2 separate regions of the Mus musculus genome follow, and region 1 is linked to region 2. The links are chromatin contacts, called in public HiChIP or PLAC-seq maps. All regions are on one chromosome and are shown on one strand. The core of a region is the stretch at or near the end of the contact, and the rest is flanking DNA. Distances in the headings are between cores, read along the strand shown.

The links. HiChIP or PLAC-seq counts read pairs in DNA pulled down with a chosen protein or histone mark.
Region 1: an H3K27ac HiChIP or PLAC-seq map of microglia shows a contact between it and region 2, with 9 times the contacts expected there. The contact joins the enhancer-like site here to the promoter of Nudt7 in region 2. A contact is called at or near these places in 6 of 39 promoter capture datasets (the C10 cell line, the HPC-7 cell line, hematopoietic stem and progenitor cells and 3 more), 6 of 484 Hi-C or Micro-C datasets (B cells, CD4 T cells, LSK cells and 3 more) and 3 of 115 datasets of contacts at active chromatin or transcription factors (bone marrow-derived macrophages and microglia).

The regions. Positions count from the first base shown.
Region 1 is chr8:114,454,447-114,457,685 of GRCm38.p6, forward strand. The region is part of intron 4 of Wwox (WW domain-containing oxidoreductase); the gene reads left to right. Among named protein-coding and RNA genes, the nearest start is that of Wwox, 16 kb to the left of the region's middle. Within about 2 kb of position 1,500, at least 22 of the 459 cell types and tissues checked have an H3K27ac peak or open chromatin away from gene starts, as enhancers often do. A contact at or near this core is called in microglia, where this site is marked.
Region 2 is chr8:114,131,927-114,135,636 of GRCm38.p6, forward strand. It overlaps Nudt7 (nudix (nucleoside diphosphate linked moiety X)-type motif 7), which reads left to right and starts at 1,648. Exons shown (of 4, transcript NM_024437.4): 1 at 1,648-1,774. The coding sequence starts at 1,740.

The DNA of each region.
Region 1 (3,239 bases), core at 250-2,749, 320 kb after region 2:
TTAGCAAGGTGAGCAGAGCTAGGCTCTTTGTTTGAACCGATCTCACAGAAACAAAGTTAGCCAGCATTCACATGTGGTTATAAAGAAACTTCAAACCACATCTCTCATTCTTATCTTTACACTCAATGATACCAGATTAGTGTTTATGCATTGTTATTATATCATACAGACAGGCATTTTAAATAGAAGGGCTCTGCTGTCTTTTAAAATCCTCATCTCAGTGCTTGCAGCTGTATCAAAATGGTGCCAGAGTAGGAGAACAGAGAGGTGAGGTCAGTACCCTAAGTGTGCCTAGGTCCTTGGACAGGTACAGAATATGTGTGAGTTCCTGCCCGGGGCTCAATGTGCTATGCCCACCCCTTTCCTTACCTCAGAAGTAATGGCACATACCCCGTCAAGCTCACTCACTCTGCACCCAGGTCTAGAATGGAACTGACCCCGATGGTCTAGGGACCGAGGGTGGAGCTGTAGGGTAGGCTGTGGCAGATGCAGTTTCCAAGCCCCAGGTGGATCAAGGGTGAAGGCACGGATGCTTGCTTGGGGTTCTTCATCGTAGGTTAGCATGCGAGAGGGGTGCTCATGGAGTCGGGAGGGACAGGAGCCAAGTGTTACATGGAGTTAGTGTTCTGTGTCCTCTCATTTAAGTGACTTTAAATTTATTTTATTAAATGTATTGTCTATGGGGAATGTAGAAAATAGAGATAAAAAAACCAGAAAACAAACAAACAAACAAACAAACAAAAAAAACAATTCAAAATCCTTACAGTTGGAAGCATATGCCAGTGTTCAGCATCTGTGATCCGAGGCAGTGGCTTTCCTCTTTTCTTCTACTGGGCTGTGAAATGTATCTTTCCTTACCATTAAATATTCCACCTCTTAAATGGTTGCATACTATTCCATTATATGGCTCCAGCTATCTCCCCAGTGTGGCACATTTGGGTAGCTTCCAGCTTTTTAATAGCCACGGAATGGAGGCAGACATTTTGCAATTAGATGTTTGTACCCATCTGTGACATTCTGCAGCCTTATTTTGTGCAAGGAGAATTGCTGAATCGACGGATTTACCCACTAATCTTAATATCTTGATCTGTGACACTGCACCCCTAAATTGTTGTACCAATCTGATTGCCAGTTGTTGCTCCGTGTCCCTGCCAATCTTGGGAAGGGGCATAAAGAAAAAGAAAAAAAAACTGTCAATTAAATCCTTATGCCTCCGATTATACCCAAGATGTAGCCGTTCTTCACGCCGGGCCATTTGTACTTATTCTTTTATGAATTGCCTTTTCATTTTGTATGCATGGCTATCAGATACATATTGATTGCTGATTGATTGCTCGTTCCATGCAGTATAATTTAATTTTCAAAATGTCCCTTTCTCTTAGAAGTTAATTTATCTCAAAGTGTCCCTTACTCTAAGTACATATTCAATCCTGTGATCAAGAGGCAATTGAGAGAGAAGCCGGCCTGACTTCCCCTCTTGCTTCTGTGAAGTCCTCTAGGCTTCAAGGCTATTTGCTTTGCTTAGCACACTCACATCCTGGGCACGGAATGGGAGAGGGGCCCTCAGCTCAGCACTGGCTGGCTCACGATGGGGTTTGAGAGGCTGGTAAACAGTAGCCAGGAACTGGTGATTCTGGGATTGGCGCCTCCCCACCCCCCATACACATCCCAGCTCCCCAGATCTGTTAAAGCTAGTCGCACCATGCCGGAGCTTTCCCGTGCATTTGTTCACGTGACAAGCCGGGCTCCCACGTAGCGAAATTGTACCAATGCCGAAAATAGCTCTGCTGACAGGCAGGGCAGGCTTGATTGGTGGCGGGTTTCAGTCTGGAGAGGGGCAGGCGGGCGAGGAGTTCTGACTCTAGAAGCAGGCGTGACCTAGTTTTCAAACTGCTCCCCTCTTCCTACCTGAGTGACTCGGGCCAGGTGACTTCCTCCAGCTCATGGGCCAGGCAGGTAGTTCTCCGTCTCTGCGCAGTTGTTCAGGATGGAGATGTGGGTCCCTTGCAGACACTCGCCCTGCAGCCATTTCTGCAGCGGATGCTCGGGCCCGGAATGAGTCCTTATACTAAGTTGGTGTTCCCTAGCTTTGTGCTTTACAGGTCCTCCCGAGGATGGCACCGGAGCTCTGCATTGGCCCCGGGATCATCTTTTTGATCGCTTTGAATAACTGGTAGGCATTGACTGGTCTTTAGTTTGGAAAGATTTTTTTCCCACCTTTTGGTTAGAAGTCAGATAGTACCATCATGTAGCCAAAACAAACCAAACAACACCCCTCCCCCCAAAACAAAACAAAACAAAAAACAAAAACCAAATCCAATGAGGCTGTCTGGTTATTGTTTCTGTAGCCTGGGAGCAGAAAAAGATATCACAGACAGGGACTGGAGGGACTTGAACCGTTAGCCCTTGTATGACTCAGATCACAGTTGTTTCATTAGGACCCTCGCTCATGAAACTCCTGGTTTGCAGGGCTGTCTGCTGTATTAAGACTAAGTGTCCAGGTTTGCAGCCCCTCTCCTCTGGAATACGCGAGAATGAGTCAATGCTGGCGTGTGATTTTATCAGCACCCAGAGGGTCAGCACCTTGACTGGAGGCTCTTGGGACATAGAAGGAAGAAAACTAGTGGAATGACAGTTAACTTGTTCAGTGACCTAGGGCAGGCCACTTTAGTATTTTAAATATAAGGCTCTTCATTTGTAAAATGTAGAGACTCTCTGTCTCTTAAAACATTTCGAAGTTACATTTATTTGTGTGTGTGTGTGAGAGAGAGTGTATGTGTGTGTGTGTGTGTGTGTGTGTGTGTGTGTGTGTGTGAGAGAGTGTGTGTGTGTGTGTGTGTGTGTGTGAGTGTGTGTGTGTGTGTGTGTGTGTGTGTCTGTGTGTGTGTATGTGTGTGTGTGTAAGGATAACTTTAACAGTCTCTTCTCTTTCTACTGTATGGGTCTCTGGGATCCAGCTGTGGTCATCAGGCACAATGGTGAGCGCTCTCACTTCCTGAGCCGTCTCAGTGACCCCCACATTGGCCTGTTACACATGGGGTTGCGTAGGCTCGGCTGACTTTGAGTGCAGAGACCTAAGCACATGCTACCATTCCCAGCTCTGTGTCTGTTGTGCATGGACCAATTAATGGATGGAAGCATGATAAGGCAGAGTCCCTTAGGATCAGGGTGCTTACGGCTGTGTGTGGAGGAAAATAACCTCTCAGCTGTAGGAAAGAGCCCTGAAGGTTAGAAGAGAA
Region 2 (3,710 bases), core at 398-2,897:
TTCGGAGGACCAGAGTTCAGTTCCCAGAATGCACATCAGGCTGCTTATATGTCTATAATTCTAGCATGCATACAAACAGACATACCTATATACATAAATAAAAATAAATGTAAAATCTCGGGAACTGTGGTACAACTGTTCCCTTAGCTATAATGGGATTCTCATGAGTTCTGAGTACTCTTGTTTTTATGGAATTATTCTTTCATTAAAAAAATAATATAATATACAATGAATTATATTTTTTTACTATACTGATGTAGGGATGAATTCAGTTTTTGACTCATTCTTATATATTACTTAATTTTACATTCAATTTCTTTGAATTTTAAGAGAAGAAAAGAAAAATAAAAAAGAAGTAGAAGACATGAATTGGGGAGGCAGATGTGGTTGGGGGTTCTGGGAGGAAAATGGAGGGGTATGGAAGGTGGGTGTTATTGTAATCACTTACAATAGATACATTGTACTCATGTGTGACATTAGGGAAGGATATATGAATTGTAAAGCCCATCATTAAGTTTGTGTGTCAGACACTATGCCAGTCTTTGGAGAAGCCTGCCTTGCTCCCCTCTCCCCCCCCCCCCCCAGTCTCAGTTCCGGCCAGCCTCCCCGCTCAGCTCACACTCTCTCTCAGCTCTGTGTGAGGTGATGGAGCTCTCCCATTGCTAGGCAGTTCATCCCTGAAAACAGGTGCAGGTGTCAGACAGCAGCATCTACCTACACTGGGGACCTGCCACCCTCCTGGGACTTAGTAGGTGTGTGCTTCTGGGCAGTCTGCATTGCAGCAGGACACTGGAGACATTGATACTGGGGTGGGGGTGGAGGTGTGGAGAGCTACATGTTAGACACTCTCTTTTGGCCAGGAGTGAGGAGCTCGGCCTGGTTTTCCAAGCCCCCAACTCTCCACCCAGCCTCCTTTTCCCCTCCCAGCCTCTGAGCCTACCTACCTGAGTTTCATTCCTGGAACTCACAGGGTGGAAGGAGAGAACTGGCTCCTGAAAGTTGTCCTCTGATCTTCATACATATTCTGTAGCACACACACACACACACACACACACACACACACACACACACACACGCACGCACACACGCGCGCGCACACACACACACACACACACACACACACACACACGCGCGCACACACACACACACACACACACACACACTAGTAAATAAAATGTTTTGTTTTTGGTTTTTGGTTTTCGTTTTTGTTTGGTTTTTCAAGACACGGTGTTTCTCTATGTAACAGTCCTGGCTGTCCCAGAACTCACTTTGTAGACCAGGCTGCCCTGGAACTCAAGAGTAATCTGCCTGCCCCTACCTCCCAAGTGCTGGGATTAAAGGCATGTACCACCATGCCCGGCAAGCGTAATTAATTTTTAATTTTTTAAAATTAAGTACTTTTTACAACTGCTTATTGCAAATTTTCTCACATGCTCCATGGTTTTGAAGAAGCCCACGCTACTAGACAGCAATCTTTTTTTTTTTTTTTTTTTTTTAGTGTATTCAACACTTTAAATCCGGTCAGCACCACCTTCGGACCTAACTCCGCCCCGAACACGCCCTACCTATAGGCCCCGCCCCTAGCACTTCGGGCGTCTTTGAAGGGCCCCGCCCTCAGCCTCTCCTCCCTGAAAAGTCCCCGCCCTCATTCCTAGCTGGGGCTACTAAGCGCATGCGCGTCAGAACTATTTGCTTCCCGAAGTCTCCTGCTGCTAGTAAGAGGAAGTACTGCAGGGCTGATGTCGCGACCTTGTGGACTCCCGGAGCCTGTCAGGTAAAGCTCTCCGGCTCCAAGCACCGGAGCCTGACCAAGCCGGGCTCTGATCATTGCACAGGCCCTATCTATCCACCCTGCAGTTCAGGCTCCTCAGGGCTCCCCTCCAGCCGGAACTTTGCTCTTCTGCTCCTGGGGACAGAGTTGGGGTTTTCACCTAACAAGATTCACACACGCGCAGGCGTGTCCTCATCTCCCAGGGTCACAGCGTTTCCCTTTTGCCAATCCGAGTCACTCTTCAGGAACCCCCACAGCGGAACCTCAGAACCCCAACATGGCCAGACAGTTATGCATCAGCCAAACAGAGTTCAAGTTCCTGGGTGGCTTCTTCCACCCATAACCGAGGTTCTTGCTCAAGGCATTGCTGCTCCCAGCCTGGCCTCAGTACTACAAGGCTGTTCTGAGAACTCAACACAGAATGGGCCAGCCCTGCTCCTATTTTGATGGTATTGTCTCGACACAATTAGACTTTTATTTTCCTGCTGCCTCTGGGCAGTTCTAGGGGTTGTTTAAAAGCCTTCTTCCTCTTTGGCTGGCTAATTGTCTTTTCTGGACAGAGGCCTGTGAGTATCAGCTGTACTGTGTGCCAGCTTTCATTGGCCCTTTCCAGGACATTTGATTGGTTTGCAGCCAGCTCTCTGTCACATGGATGGGATGGGGCTTGTGGGGGGGGGGGGCGGTGTTTGAGAATAAGCAAACCCCTCTAACCAAAGGCTTGTTAAGGATGCGCTAGTGATTAACACTCACAGCTCAGGGCCACCTTGTTCATGAACTGGCCACTTTACCTGCACGGCTACCCTCGAGCAAGTTACAGATGAGGACTTCTCGAGGCTCCAGGAGATGATGGGTAGCCCAGGCTGATCTCAAACTTTCGGTAGTCGTTCTGCCTCAGCTTCTCCAAGCACTAGGAGGTTGCAGGTGTGAGCTAGTTACCGCACCCGGCTCCACCCAGCTTTTGAGATGGAATGAGTTCTGGCTGACCTAAACATCTGGTTTTGCACAGTCATACTGCGGAATAGTGAGAACTAATGTTACACTTTCTACAGCCACTGTGACAAAGTCCTACCAACTGGATGACTTGAGGAATAGCAATTAGCCTCTCTTGGGTCTGAAGGACCCATAATCAGGTCTGAAGTCCATAATCAAGGTATTAGCAGGCACACAATCAGAAGTCTCTGGGGATGTTCCATTGCCCCTTCCAGCTTCTGGTAACTTTCGATCATCCTTGGCTTATAGCAGCAGATTTTGGGTCCCCATTCCCATCTGTCTGTCTGTCTGTCTGTCTCTCTGTGTGTGTGTGTGTGTGTGTGTGTGTGTGTGTGTGTGTGTGTGTGTGTACATCTATGTCTATAGCCTCTTCCTTCAAAGACACCTGTTGTTGGATTGGGAGTTCTCCCTACATTCAGGATGGTGCAATCTCAAGAGCCTTAACTACTTACATCTGCAAAGAACCCATTTCTGAATAACACCACATTCTCAGGCTCTATGTTGACATGAATAAGGTGGTCACTGTCACACACCATGCAAACAAGCAGCATAAAGCATAGAGCTCATCCGAGGGACTCGGAAAGAGCCACATGAAAACAGTCCCATTTGTGGTGCTGAATCTAAACTTTGGCGGTAACTATCAGTGATGGTACAGTCCCTTGAGCTGCCACAGAGGCAACCTTGTCACTTTGGAAGTTGGATCAAGCGCTCACCCTCGGGCCTCACCTCAAAGTCACCGAGTCAGGTTTTGGGGTAAGTGCTGGAGGAGTCTGTTGGGCACCGCCTTGTAGCAGATCCTGTGGCTGTTTGGGTTTGAGAATCACATTTACAAGGTGTCTGGGTTTGTGAATGGTGGAAGGACCAGGCAAGCCTCAGGAGGAGTTTTTGGCACACCTGTCCTGTCTTCCTATAGCAATAGTAATTTCTCCTCCAAAGCACTAGAAACAGA